Regions from separate parts of the Anas platyrhynchos genome. Here region 1 is linked to region 2. The links are chromatin contacts, called in public Hi-C maps. All regions are on one chromosome and are shown on one strand. Each heading gives the region's core, a stretch centred on a gene start, on an enhancer-like site or on the middle of the called end of the contact. The rest is flanking DNA. Distances are from core to core; before and after follow the strand shown. Region 1 holds the start of AGPAT5 (1-acylglycerol-3-phosphate O-acyltransferase 5). Region 2 overlaps AGPAT5 (1-acylglycerol-3-phosphate O-acyltransferase 5).

Region 1 (6,624 bases), core at 1,299-3,798, 48 kb before region 2:
GAGCATTTTTCTTATTTTGCTCTGTAGTCTAGTGGTCTAGAGACCAGTGGTCTCACATTCCTGGTGGTGAGACCACATTCCCGTGGTTCAATTCAGAATGATCTAGGATAAAAAATACCTATGAATCAAGAGAAGCAAGGAAGAAGACAGTGTCCTAGATCTAATTATTGTGGCACAGCAATTTCTTGAATTGAAAATTTTGGGTTTCGCTCAGTTGCAGACATTTCAACACCATAATACCACATCATATTGACATGATTATGCTAGGAAATTTAAAAAGTCCAAAACCATAGTACAAGGGACCATATACTTTTCTTGTGACTAAGAACTAAATTGGTGACCTCTGCATTTACCCATTTGATAACATAGACTTGATAATGAGAAGAATCTGTGTTAAAAGAGCCTGTTGAAAATATAAAATGATCAAAAGCAGAAATGAATTATGTGAGCACATGCATGCACTTGTGTTGTGTGTGCAGTTGGTGTGGAATGGTGACAGACTAAGAAGGTGAAAAAGCAGCAAATAGATGAAAAAAATAAAAATTTGAACATTACTGTAACAAAAAAGGAAAAAGGGGGTAAGTTAAAAACAGGCAGAATGTAAAATACAGCAAAGATCAAGCAGTCTTATTTACTAATTTGTAATACAGCAGAGAAGACATTCAAAGGAATGAAGGGGCAACCACTCTAATGCTGGTAAAAACATGTATTTTAGTATATAATGATTTCAATGTGTATCAGTGCTCAATTTTATCACTGGACTAAATCCAACTGAAGACCGGAATAGCCATCCATGTAGAACAGCCGTGTATATAAACACACACAAAAAGCCCCCTGAAATCCTAAGCTGAAAGAATATTATTACGGTTGCGAAGTCAAGCACTTAACTGTGTCAGGAAATGTCAGATTAAGACTGCTTGAGTTCAGCTATGAGATTTGGTACCGCTTTTCCACTAGGCTACTATTGCATTCAGTACACAGAATGTGCATTATGTCTTGATGAGTTTGGTATTTTATCTCCTTTATCTTTTTTCAGTGTGTGTCTTCAGTTCTTATTTATTACATGGTAGTCAAACCATCCTCCAGTGGCAGAATTGTTCATTTCTGCAGATTTTGTAATTATGATAGCATCCAAGTTCTTCAGAAGCTTGAGTGAACTTAACCTCACAATGGTCTTGTAAGGAAAGATGTGATTCTATATATATGGAATCAGAGGCCTTAAGTTCATTCCTTTATATAAACACTTTTATTCCTTTCACAGCATCTCATCTCTTCAGGTTGTTCACTGGGACTTTAATGCCATCACATAAGCTCACACTGTTTTCAAGCAGCATGTCTGGATCCTCTCCAGTCTGCCCTACCGTTCCAGTCCCACAAGAGTGCTCGTTCCTGCATACCTGATTCTGTCCTCCTGGCCTCAGCTTTCCCCTCCCTGTATTCAGTTGGATTACATTCCCCACCCTGTACCGTGGTGAATTACTTTCTCTTCCATGTGGCCATGTTGCAGGCATCGCAAAACAGAAGCTTCTTCCTCAATTTTCTGGCCAGCCAGAAAAACTGCCAGCCAAAAGAGGCTGTGATGAGGGAAGCGCCTCTTTTCTGGTAGTCCTGGGCCAGGGTAGTGCTTTCGGTTACTCAGTGAGGACAGAAATATAAATACTGACCAGGCCAGAGGCCCTGGCAGAAAGTCTCCCCTTTTGGAGGGGAGAAAGAAATAAAGCATCTTGTGAGGGACACTAACACTATGGTGCATGCCAAATATGAGTTCTCCCTGCAGAGCACAGCAGCCCTGAGGCGGTTCAGAGAAAGGCCGCCACAGTACTTCAACCTAGCATCTTTCCCCCTGTCTTGTTTTGCTGGACTATTCGGATAAAATTTTCAACACACGTTAAAGAGCTGTTAGCATGAGGTAAACAGCCGCCAAGGACAAAGCTTGTCCCAGTTAAAGTCTGGCAGAGGAAGCAGAATCTGAACAGAGGGTACTGAGCATCCACTTCTTTTGTAAGGATCCTTACACCTCGTAACTACCCGTTTCTGCAAATACCCCTTCGCAAGATCCAGGATAAAATGTACTTTAAAATAAATAAATAAATGAATAAATAAATAAATAAATAAATAAAGAGAGTAAATAATTCTGTGTACTAGACTTTAATGTGAAACTTCCTCTGGCAAAGTTATTACAGTTGTTTTCTATGAGACTCCGTGCACTTTCTTTAAGGCAGCTGGTGCAGCTGATGTTATGGGGCTCACCAGGAGCCGGAGGCTGGGGGCAGCAAGCCCACCCCCGGAGCAGACAGAGCTTCATTTCCCCTACGCTGGGCTCTAATGAGTGCTAATTACAACCGCTAAGCGCGGGTGCCCCGCGCCGTGCGGGAGCAGCCCCACAGCCCTGCCGCGGCCATTTCGGCGCGGGGCTGCGGGCGCCCGCTCCCCACCGGGCTTGGCACCGTCGCCGTCCCCTCCGGCCGTGACAAGCGGGGAGGAGCCATCCCGGTGCCCGCCCGGCCCGGAAGCCCCCCCGCGGCCGGTGAGGGGCCGCCTTCCTGCCGCCGCCGCTCCTCCTTCTCCTCCTCCTGCGGCCGGGCAACATGGTGGCGGAGGCGGCGCTGGGGGAGCCGTGAGCCGGTGCCCGCTGCCGGGTGCACCCTGCGGGAGGCGGCCGCCTGGCGGGCGGGCCCGGCCCGGGGCGAGGGGAGGCGAGGAGGAGGAGGAGGAGGAGGAGGAAGGCGGAGCGGGCGATGCCTGAGCCCGTGCGGGTGTGCCGGTGAGGCCGGGAGCGAGCGGGAAGATGCTGCTGTCGCTGGTGCTGCACACCTACTCCATGCGCTACTTCCTGCCCGCCGCCGTCATGATGGGCACGGCGCCCACCTACGTGCTGGCCTGGGGCGCATGGAGGCTGCTCTCCGCCCTCCTCCCCGCACGCTTCTACCGCGAGGTGGACGACCGCCTCTACACCATCTACCAGAGCATGGTGCTCTTCTTCTTCGAGAACTACACGGGCGTGCAGGTGAGCCGGCTGCGACGGGACCGCCGCTGCTGCTGCTGCTGGTGGTGGTGGTGGTGGACCTGCTGTAGGGTCCCCCATGCCCACCCCGCATCCCTGCCAGGGGCCCGGGCGGTCGCTGCCAGATGAAATCTCTAGGGAGGAAATCTGCTGGCAGCAGGTGCAGGCTTTGGCCTTTCCCCTCCCAGCAAAGCCTCTGAGACCGCGAGGAGGACTCCCGCCCAGCGCCGCCCGACGATGCTCTTCGAGTGATGCTTTTCACGGCGTGCCAGTGTTGTGTTTGCTCTTCCAGTGATGCTTTTCACGGCGTGCCGGTGTTGTGTTCATTTTGCAGGTCAGAATGCAGAAGGGACATGACAGCAGCCATGCTCGGTCAGCACCCGAGTGGCAGCCTCCTTTGCGCGCTTGAACCGCGCGGCCTGTCCTGCACACCTGCGGTACCGCACTGAGAGCTGATAAGGAAATCGTAGCTAACCATAATTGCACTTCATGCATCCACAGGTTTCTAATAAATAGATTCATAACCTTTAAATTATTACAGCGTCGCAGGTCTCTTACAGTTTTCCTGCTGTCAGGGTTCAGCTGTTAAATTTTGGATCAGCCATGGACAGCGATTATCCAGTACCCCAGAAAGCGCAGTCCAAAGTTTCAGGTTAAGAAGACAGGACTGGAGGCCTCTCTTGCACAACCAGCAGATCATTTGGGTGCAAGTAATAATACCTCACTTAACAATTTTCTCATCACACGTTACATATTTGAAAGGGCTACACATTTATTTGCAATTTGAAAGGTAAATAAGGAGACTTTTAATTCTGTATTTAAAAGATACTCACTGTACCTCAACCTGACTTTCGGTGTTGCTGAGTGTATGGAAGTGTATTTGAAGTCAGTGTCAGCTGTATGTGCTTGGGAGTAAAGAATAACAAGTGCTTACATGTTGATTAGCATGTTACAGAGCCGGTACAAATAGGTCCTTCTTGATATTTCCAGCTAAGTTATTCATCCACTGACTTATGAAACGTTTCTTTCAAAATCAGGCTGGGTCTCCCCTAGTTTCTGCTCCCAAGCTGTGGTTGTAGGCCTCACTTAATACCAGCTCTCATGGAAACCCACAAAGCCAGCTACACAGAGAGCAAAATTGCACAGTTTGACATCAGGATGAATAGAAAAGATACAAAAGGGAAGTGAGATCTTCTTTTAGCCTTGATTACTCTTTAACTAACTCAACTTGTAACTCATGTAACCTCACCCTTGTATCTTGTCCAAATCAGTTAACTTGTGTTGTGATTTACATCTTTTTATTTTTAAATAAAAAAAGGGAAGGGGAAGCAGTAGTTCACAGGTGAAATACTTACTATTTTATCTGCCTTATTTCTTTGTATAGCATCTTTTAATGCAGGCATTTTGATGTGTAGTAGCACACTTTGGTAATTAGCTGCGGAAAGCAGCAGTGTAGTAGTTTAATTCAACTCCTTGAAAGATGGAGAGCAAGAAAAAATCAAGATATAAATTGTAACAGGAAAATTATTCAGTTTTCCTACAAACATGGCGCACAGAGTAGCAACCACTTTGAACTTTTGATAAAAAACATTTTCACAAAAAATGCCTATCATGTAAAGGTACAGAATGGGCAAGGATAACCAAAACAGACAAAAAGGCAACCATTGTCAGTCCGCCTTTGTTTTCTTTGGTTACATTGATAGAAATTCTTCCATTCAAACAGAGGAGAGAGGCCTGTACAGGTGATCAGTTAGAACAACATCTAAACAGAGATGCTTTGTCAGAGTGAGCAGCAGATGATATTAGGAGGAGAGGAGGTGATGCAGGCGAAGCTGAAATAAAGAATCACAGAAACAAAGAGGAAGGTTCACAAAACCAACCTGGCACATGTTATAGGGTAAGTGAAATAGTAACTGAGACTCAAAGCTAAATAAAAACATGGAAAGTGTGATGCATATGTAGAAAGGTAAGAGGAAGAATCCTTAAGATTTGTGTTTCATTTCAGTGGAAGAGATCTCCGATATACTTAGGGAGGAGAAACAGGGTGTCCTTTCAGACCTTCCCATGCAAACACTGAACACGTTTAACTTGAAACTCACAGTGGAAAGTTAAGCATGTGCCTGAGTGTATGAGATTGGGATGGTAACCTGAGAGCTCCTGTGAATTGGCTGTTATAAGGCATGTAATTAAATTCAGAAGCGTAACATCATTATATGCAATCTCCCCCCCAAAATATAAGAATATGAACTTAAGTAGCTTCATAAAGACAGTTGTATGGGTTTACAAACATTAAGACTTCATGATAGGATGGAAGGAGTTCAGCATCTCTTTGAGGTCCATTATTTTATTCAGTCGATTTAAGTTTGTTGCAATAATTTTCATAACTGGATAAAAGGGAGGCCAACAAATTGATCCATCAGGATACCAGCACATACTGCCTAGTCTCACTGAAATAAGTAGGATTACACAGACACTTAAGGCTTTGATTCAGTAAATCACTTAAGTGACTTTCTCAGCACTGCTGCAGTCTCACCCTATGCAAAAGAAAAATGTCTTTAACGTTGTGTTCTGTTCATTCCTTAGATTATTATGCTTAGAGGGTTTGTGGTTTTTCGATACGATAACACTCCGAGGCTGTTGTGAATAGTTGAGATGTCTGACCTTAAAATAATAATTTTGTTGAAATTCTCATTTTTAGCATCAGTGGAGTGTTAATAGACTAAAAATTGGTTTGGATTTTGAACATAGATTATTTTTTGACTGAATGAAATAGTGAAATATCAGGATAATTATTTATTTATTTTTGAGGAAAATTATGTATCTGTGCATCAATGGCTTTTCATCCATAGAGTATTTAATCCTGTCTTTCCCTTGTGACCATATGTGCAAACATTTTTTCTTATTTTGCACTTGACTTGGGTGTTCTAAGTCAAGTTTATTAAAACAAAAATTCTAGTTTGTGCTAGAAAGACATTTTATCTTTGTAGCACATACTTCAGTTGTGAAATGTAACCAGATAAGGTGATACTCCGAACTGTGTGTCAGCAAGTCTTGAAACAGTAATAATTCCTTTTCTCTTAAGTATTTGGCTTGAGATCTGAAACAATTACAGAGCAATAATTGTTGTGAATCATTTCTAAGTATTTATAATCTAAAGAATGGCTCATGAAATAGATAAAAGTGTTTTTTCATTTTCTCATATTACAAATACTTTTCCTTTTTAAAGTTTAAGTCAGACCTGTTAATGTTTTCACCAAAAAGATTTGTTTTGGAAAGCCTAAATAGAACTTGAGCTAAGATGGAATCAGTTTAGGTTTTCCAACAATATTAGAATTCTGTAAATGAATTACCATAAATAGTCCTATTGCTAATCATCATGCAAGAGTTGGCTGTAGAAAACCGAAGAACCAGTATTTAGAGTACAAAAAGCAAGCCGGAACATGCCAATCCTGAAAACTGGGTAAACTGTACAAAAACATTATGACTATAAAGTGAAATCCTGTAGCATTCTGGAGATTTGTCAGTGCAATTGCAGCTTGGCAAATATCCATGCATTTTATTAAGGAGCTATAAATATATATAAAATTAATCTATACGTGGCGTTGTGACAGTACTCTTCA
Region 2 (6,254 bases), core at 3,108-5,607:
TCAAAATACCTTATGACCCTACTACAGACTCCCTAGAAGACTGGCAGCCTTACTCTTTTCCTGTCACCCAAGATTTCATTTAAAACAAATAGAATTGTTTCCCCTTCTTCCCTGTAGCGTATCTTGTTTCGTGACTTGATTATTAGGCAGTTTCAACCACTTTCATGCTGGACTTTTCACTGCCTGATGGTTAATTAAGCTATTAAAATATCATTACTTATTGATAAAATGGCAAATGTTCAAATTCTTTACGAGCCCTCTTCACCTATTGATTTTTTGCATGAAAAATAGAATGAAATTGCATGAAAAATGAATTCAGTTTGCATGAAACATGGTATAATTATGTAAACAGAACTAACAAACTGATTTTCCCTGTTGACTGCTTCTTGTGTCTGGTGTCAAATGGTAATCAGATGGTTTTGGGGTGACCACTCTACATCCAGCCTTCTCAGGACTCCACAGCAGGACTACACATCCCTCATGGGTGTATCAGCCTCACTGGTAGGCCTGGGATAATTACAGGCTCAGACTTTGGTAACAGTAAAGCTAGTAAAGCAGAATGAAGTCAAGCCAACCAGTTGTTATCCATTACAGAGTAGATAAATGAAATATCCATCCAGAACATTCCAAGTTATTGTGGCAGTCAAATGTATTCCATATAATATAAATTATGTAGATTAAGGACACTATAAATTACAGAGCGGAACATAGTTGTCATTCCTTTAGACCCTCCAGACACAAAATGGAAGAAAAAATAATTGATGCTCTCAAAACTCAAGATCACTTCAATATTTGTTCTGCAACAGCCCAACGATTGGTCTGTCTACGAATATACTACAATAACAGGAATTGATGGTTATGCATTTGAGATTATTTATCATTTTTGCTCTGTACAGTACTATGACGAGGTATAAAATGCGTCTCTCTTGTGTGCAATTCATATGAACATTTCATATATGTGTCAGTGCTGATTGAAAAGCTTGTTTTTCATGCTCATCAGAACAAAATGGTAGTACGATCCTGGTAATTTTTAAAAGATAAGGTTGACGTGTCTTTTTCAGTCTAGCAACTCTGAATGAAATTTATTGCATTGCAAACAAACTTCTGATAAACTCAACTTCACTTGAGGACTCTGTTTTCCATAGTATGACATTTCCCATGTGAATGATAACTGAATTCCACGCAATGTGTTTCTTGATATGCATTTTGCTTTCAGTTCAGTAAATGTCAATTCTTCAGAAGAGCCGGTGCCACTTCTGGAAAAAAAATAAACAAAACAAACAACACCAACAACAAAACTACATACTTTTCCAGGGATATGGTTGGCTCTTGGCTGCTGTCTTCAGTAGCAAACAGAGCAGGTTAAAAGGAACATTTTAGTGCCTGTAAGTTCTACTATCATGCTCTATCAGGGAAATAGTGTTAATAAGCTGAACTGAAAAGAAAATTGGAGGAAAAAGTAATTGCATTTTAAATTTTGTAATGTGGAACTCTTAGTTTAAATAGCTTTTCTTAGAAGAAAAAATATTTTTTTTCACTCCAGAAAGCTTCAATATCATAATATTTACTTGTCCAATGGGACCGAAACAAAACATAGTATACTAGCAACTGGGAAGACAACATTCACCATCCTTTCTGCATTAGTGCTTGGAGCAGTGAATGCCAGGAACATTTGATAGCATTCTGCCTTTTAAAACAGGCAAATTGTTATGGTATATTCTTTCAGATGTGTTGAATTTTTTGTCAATATTTATTCATTTCATATTTAGTTGGCACTTTCCAACTGGAAATTCCGTTTTTGAAGACATCAGATTTAATTAGTGGTTGTGGACAGGGACGTTGTTTGTTTTCAGAGCTTCACATTCAATTGTAGCTAACGGTTGCATTTTGTGTTTGGTTTTTCCTACCATTTATCTATCATTCGTTCCTTTTCTTTCCAACAAGCTTGGATCTTGGTACATTTCCAGTGGAAGCTTGTCCCACACATGGCAGCCTTTCTGAAGAATAACACTTTCCCACAGATTACTTCCCTCTGTTAGTACCAAAGATGGTTTGTCCAGTTCATTAATGACAGACCATGATGGACCACTTAGGGAAGACCACACTACCAGACTGTATTAATTTGCGATCATTAGAATAAGATCCATATAATCATATGGGCACTTAAGCACTGTTAAGATGCAATTTAGGTTTAAATTCTTAAAGAACAATTTAGAAGGAAAAAGGAGGGGGAGAAACACTTGTGCTGGATTTGTTGATAATGTTTTACTATACTATCGCTAAATAAAATGCTATCATTCTTTTTTTTGGGGGGGAAAAAGAAAGAACCTGTTTTTCCTCCTTCCAAATGAATGTGCTGAGTGTTCACATCCAGCTTCGCCTGGTGTTAAGGGGTAGGTCTCACGGGATGTGGGAACTGTTGTCATTCTTGCACCTGAAAGAGTATTATGTACACATTTACATCTTTATTATTCTGCCTGAAGCCTGGAGGTTTTACCATAAGCAGATGGTATTTATCTGGCCTTTGTAGAAGAAAGCGTGTGTGAAATAGCAGCATGTGACAATGATAAACACTGAATAAAAATAGCAAGTACATGTAGACTCCGTCTTAAAGAAGTCAGAGGAATTCCTGAGAATTATTGACTCTGCTGTATATCAATTCCAGAACAAACACTTTGAAAGCGTGTGTATGTGTGTGCATTTCTGAAAATCAGTACATCACTTTGATCGGTATAATTTGAGGAGGTCAAACTGGTCCAACTTCCCTGGGGGAAATTACGCTTTTCCAAGTGCCTGTATTTTTGTTAGGACTCAGTTAGACGCTGAAGTACAGAACAATAGCAAAGAAACTGGAGGAATAGAAACCAGTCTTTGGCCCAAATTCAATCATATCTGTTGTCTTTCAATATCCACAGAATGATAACAAGCACGTGGTTATAGAAGTGTTGAAAGAATTGAAAGACCAAATACATAAAATGATAAACAATAATAGGAATGTAAACCAGTCAAAAGTAAGATTTGTAGCAATGAACTGACTAATCTGTTCAGATCTCTGCTAGCTGTCATCTTATTGCACGAAGAAATATTGAAAATTAAGTGGTAATTACTTTAGAGCAATTGAAAAGATGTAAATTAAAACTGAGGCTGGACATCAGCATCGGTGAAATTTGTGTCAAGTATGGGATGGCTTTTTAATGCGTATAGTAAATTGCATGTCATGAACTTGTCATACCACATCTGTTCAAGCAAAACCTAAGTAACTGCGTTTCATATTTCGTAGTGTAAATTTTCCATTGAAATATTTGGAGCAATTTTGATAATAACACTAGTTGGCAACATAGTTCTAATGATATTCTGTTTTACAATTTTGCTTTAAAGGAAAACCCTGGTTTTATTTAGTGTTAAGTATTAAAATATGACACGTTTCAATACAATGATTTCACCTGGTGCCATAAGGAAAGGAAATGATCAATCAGTTTTAAACTGAATGCATTTTCCCTTGTCTCCTGTAGGACTAGATCTGTGACTTTAGAACCCCTGTCATTTCCTATTAAAAGTAGTTTGAGTGGCATGAAGGCCTGCCTGTCAATTTTTGGATGATTTATTTGGAGTGGCACCTTGAGCACAGATTTGCATTTGTGCACTGATACTCTGCAGATAAGGGCTGTCTTGGTGAATGAAAAGTCTTTTAGTACTGTAACAATTACATCGTAGTTCAGTTCGAGAATAATGACATTTCACCAAACAGCATCAGTTTATGGGAATACGGGCCTTGGTGTAGGTCTTTATAGGACTCCAAAAACCAGAGAAAAGTCTAACTGAGCATGAGTGCCAGAATGACTAGCACCTCTGTTTATTTACCTAAAAATAATAATAGAAAGGGATTCGGGGTCCCTGGAGCCCGGTTTCCTGTCTCCAACAACACAGCTTGGATGCCTGAGGAGGTTTCTTAAGAATAAGACAAGCATAAATGATACTTTATCTCCCCAAATGACAATCACTTGTGGATGTAGCTTCTGTGTGTTACTGGCAGTCCCTGAATAGGACTAGTAACCCCTCCAGTGTCCCTGGGAGCCCAGAAAGTTTGTTCATCTGATCATAAATTAGGACCTTGTACATCTCCATTATTTTCAGGCAGCTGCTGCTGATTGTAGGTATCTGTAACTTCCCTTTGGGAATACGTAGGCAGAAGACACAGAAGCATCTTCTAACTTTTGCTCCACAAAGAGGATTTTGGAAGTATTTACACTGCAGATTTATAGAACTATGCTGCACCATGAGCCTCATGCACGTGTGCAAGGAAGCGTTCAGCTGCCCGGGCAGCAGTTATGTACAACAGCTTGAGGAACTCCTGCTCTTTATACAGAAGTGTATTTAAACCCTGAGGATAACAGAAACAACTTTAACTTCTTCACACTGCCAGGTTTGGCCAGAACTATGTTGCTGCTTGGAGAGCCTGTGTTTATTTGTGCTTTTTTGTATGTGCACCAGAGTCCTTTTTTTCTACAGTGTTTGTGGTACTGTTCCCTGTTTATCAAAACAGACTATCTGAAGAAAAGGGAAAAACATCGATACTAACAGTACTGGCATAGTTCCTAACAGATCCTGTTTATTTGCTAGAGATCATTGTTTTGAACTGTTCCAATCCTTGTATCTTTTCTTGCTTGTGTGTGTGTCAAAACTGTTTTTTCCATTTCTGAAACTTCAAAAATGTTCCAAGGAAGATGCAAATATCCATACAGTGAGCCTCATAAATCTCCTTCTTTCCAGTTACCATCTGTGGAGCCCTTTAGATGTTATCCACAGACCTAATCTGATCCAGGCTCTGTTGCTGGCAGCCTATTGATCAAAACTTTCATACTTTTGTAGGAAACCTCCTGCTAATTTGGCCGATGTACAGTATTCACAAATCGTTATGGAGCAGCCCAAAGGCCAGAGTGCATCTGTTAGAATAACAGATTAAAACCACTCAAAGATTCTTTCACTGAACTATGATGTGCAAGGACTATGGGTCTTCATCAGACACCATCTTGTGTCAGCAGGACTGAGTACAGCGATGCTCTACTGCTCACCAGTGCTGGTGCCAGTACAGAAAACTATAGGAACCACTTCCTAAAAGTAATTTTTAAAGGTTCTTTAGATCCAGACATCTTTACAAAGGTAGAAAAGTGTGGTTATTTACGGTTGAAATTGCAGGATTTGTTGAGACACAGTTCTTAGCTGCCATCTTCAAGATCTTTGGTCTTTATTTTTTTAAGCTTTCATATCTTTCTCTCTGCTTCCCTTCTCCAAAATGAAAATTCAGCCTTTTTAATGTCTCCTTGTTTCTAATGCTGGTGCTTTTTATCCTTAAATGTTTTAGTTGTCCCTTTCTGCAGTAGCCTTCTCTAATTCCACCAGATCCTCCGTGAGATACAGAGACCAAAATTGCAAACAGTATTTAAAAAGTGGATTCAATCTTTTTATGTAGCTGCAAAGTGACACTTTTGCCCTGCTCTCAGTGTGCTTGCTGATGCTGCCCAGTATTTGGGGGAATCTGGGGCTTCTGCTACCCAGTTGAGAGGATCATTTCAGAGAATGGTCACTGACCTCCCAAATTGTAATCACCAAGTCCAAGCTAAGCATCATGTAATCAAAGTTTCTATTATTTTCCCCCATACTTCTTTAGGCTGAGGCTCAGCTGCTGCATTTTTGCCCCATTTGCTCAGTTTGGAGGTCTTCTAGGTGTTCCTCACCACCAACCTGGCATATGACTGCCCAAAAGAATTTAAGATCTTCTGAAAAAGATCTCAAAAACTGGAGATTTTACTGTTTGCTCCTTTCTTCAGCTCATTGGTCATGATAAGGAATAAAACCAATCCTAGCATCAGTCCCTGGAGAACTCCAGTTGCTGTTTTTTTCCGTCCTGCAAAGTGATCATTAAGTCCCTCCATTTGCTTCCTCTCCTTTAAGCAGCTTTCGGTCTATAAAACATCATTTTCCCTAATCCCATGGCAGCTTAATTTCTTTAATAGCCTTCAGTGTGGAACCCTGACAGAGGCTTTATAAAAATTCAAATATATCATGTCCACTGAATCCCCTTTATCCGCTTGCTCCTTGACACTGCTGTAGAAAGCCAGCAAATTGGTGAGACAGGATTTCCCTTTGCAGAAACCATGCCAACTCTTTTCCAACAGACTGTGATTATCTCTGTGCTTAGTGATCTTATTATAGACCGCTATCTTACCCGGGGATGTAAGGCTCTTTGGTTTGTG

What was found. Hi-C and Micro-C count contacts between places; a contact is called where the count stands out from the background.
Region 1: a Hi-C map of F1 follicle shows a contact between it and region 2, with 1.8 times the contacts expected there. The contact joins the promoter of AGPAT5 here to the enhancer-like site in region 2. A contact is called at or near these places in 3 of 8 Hi-C or Micro-C datasets (F1 follicle, skeletal muscle and subcutaneous adipose tissue).

Annotation. Positions count from the first base shown.
Region 1 is chr3:96,483,185-96,489,808 of IASCAAS_PekinDuck_T2T, reverse strand. AGPAT5 (1-acylglycerol-3-phosphate O-acyltransferase 5) reads left to right here and starts at 2,548. Exons shown (of 8, transcript XM_005009206.6): 1 at 2,548-3,007. The coding sequence starts at 2,789.
Region 2 is chr3:96,437,319-96,443,572 of IASCAAS_PekinDuck_T2T, reverse strand. All of the region lies in intron 6 of AGPAT5 (1-acylglycerol-3-phosphate O-acyltransferase 5), which reads left to right. Among named protein-coding and RNA genes, the nearest start is that of AGPAT5, 47 kb to the left of the region's middle. Within about 2 kb of position 4,357, at least 1 of the 8 cell types and tissues checked has an H3K27ac peak or open chromatin away from gene starts, as enhancers often do. A contact at or near this core is called in F1 follicle, where this site is marked.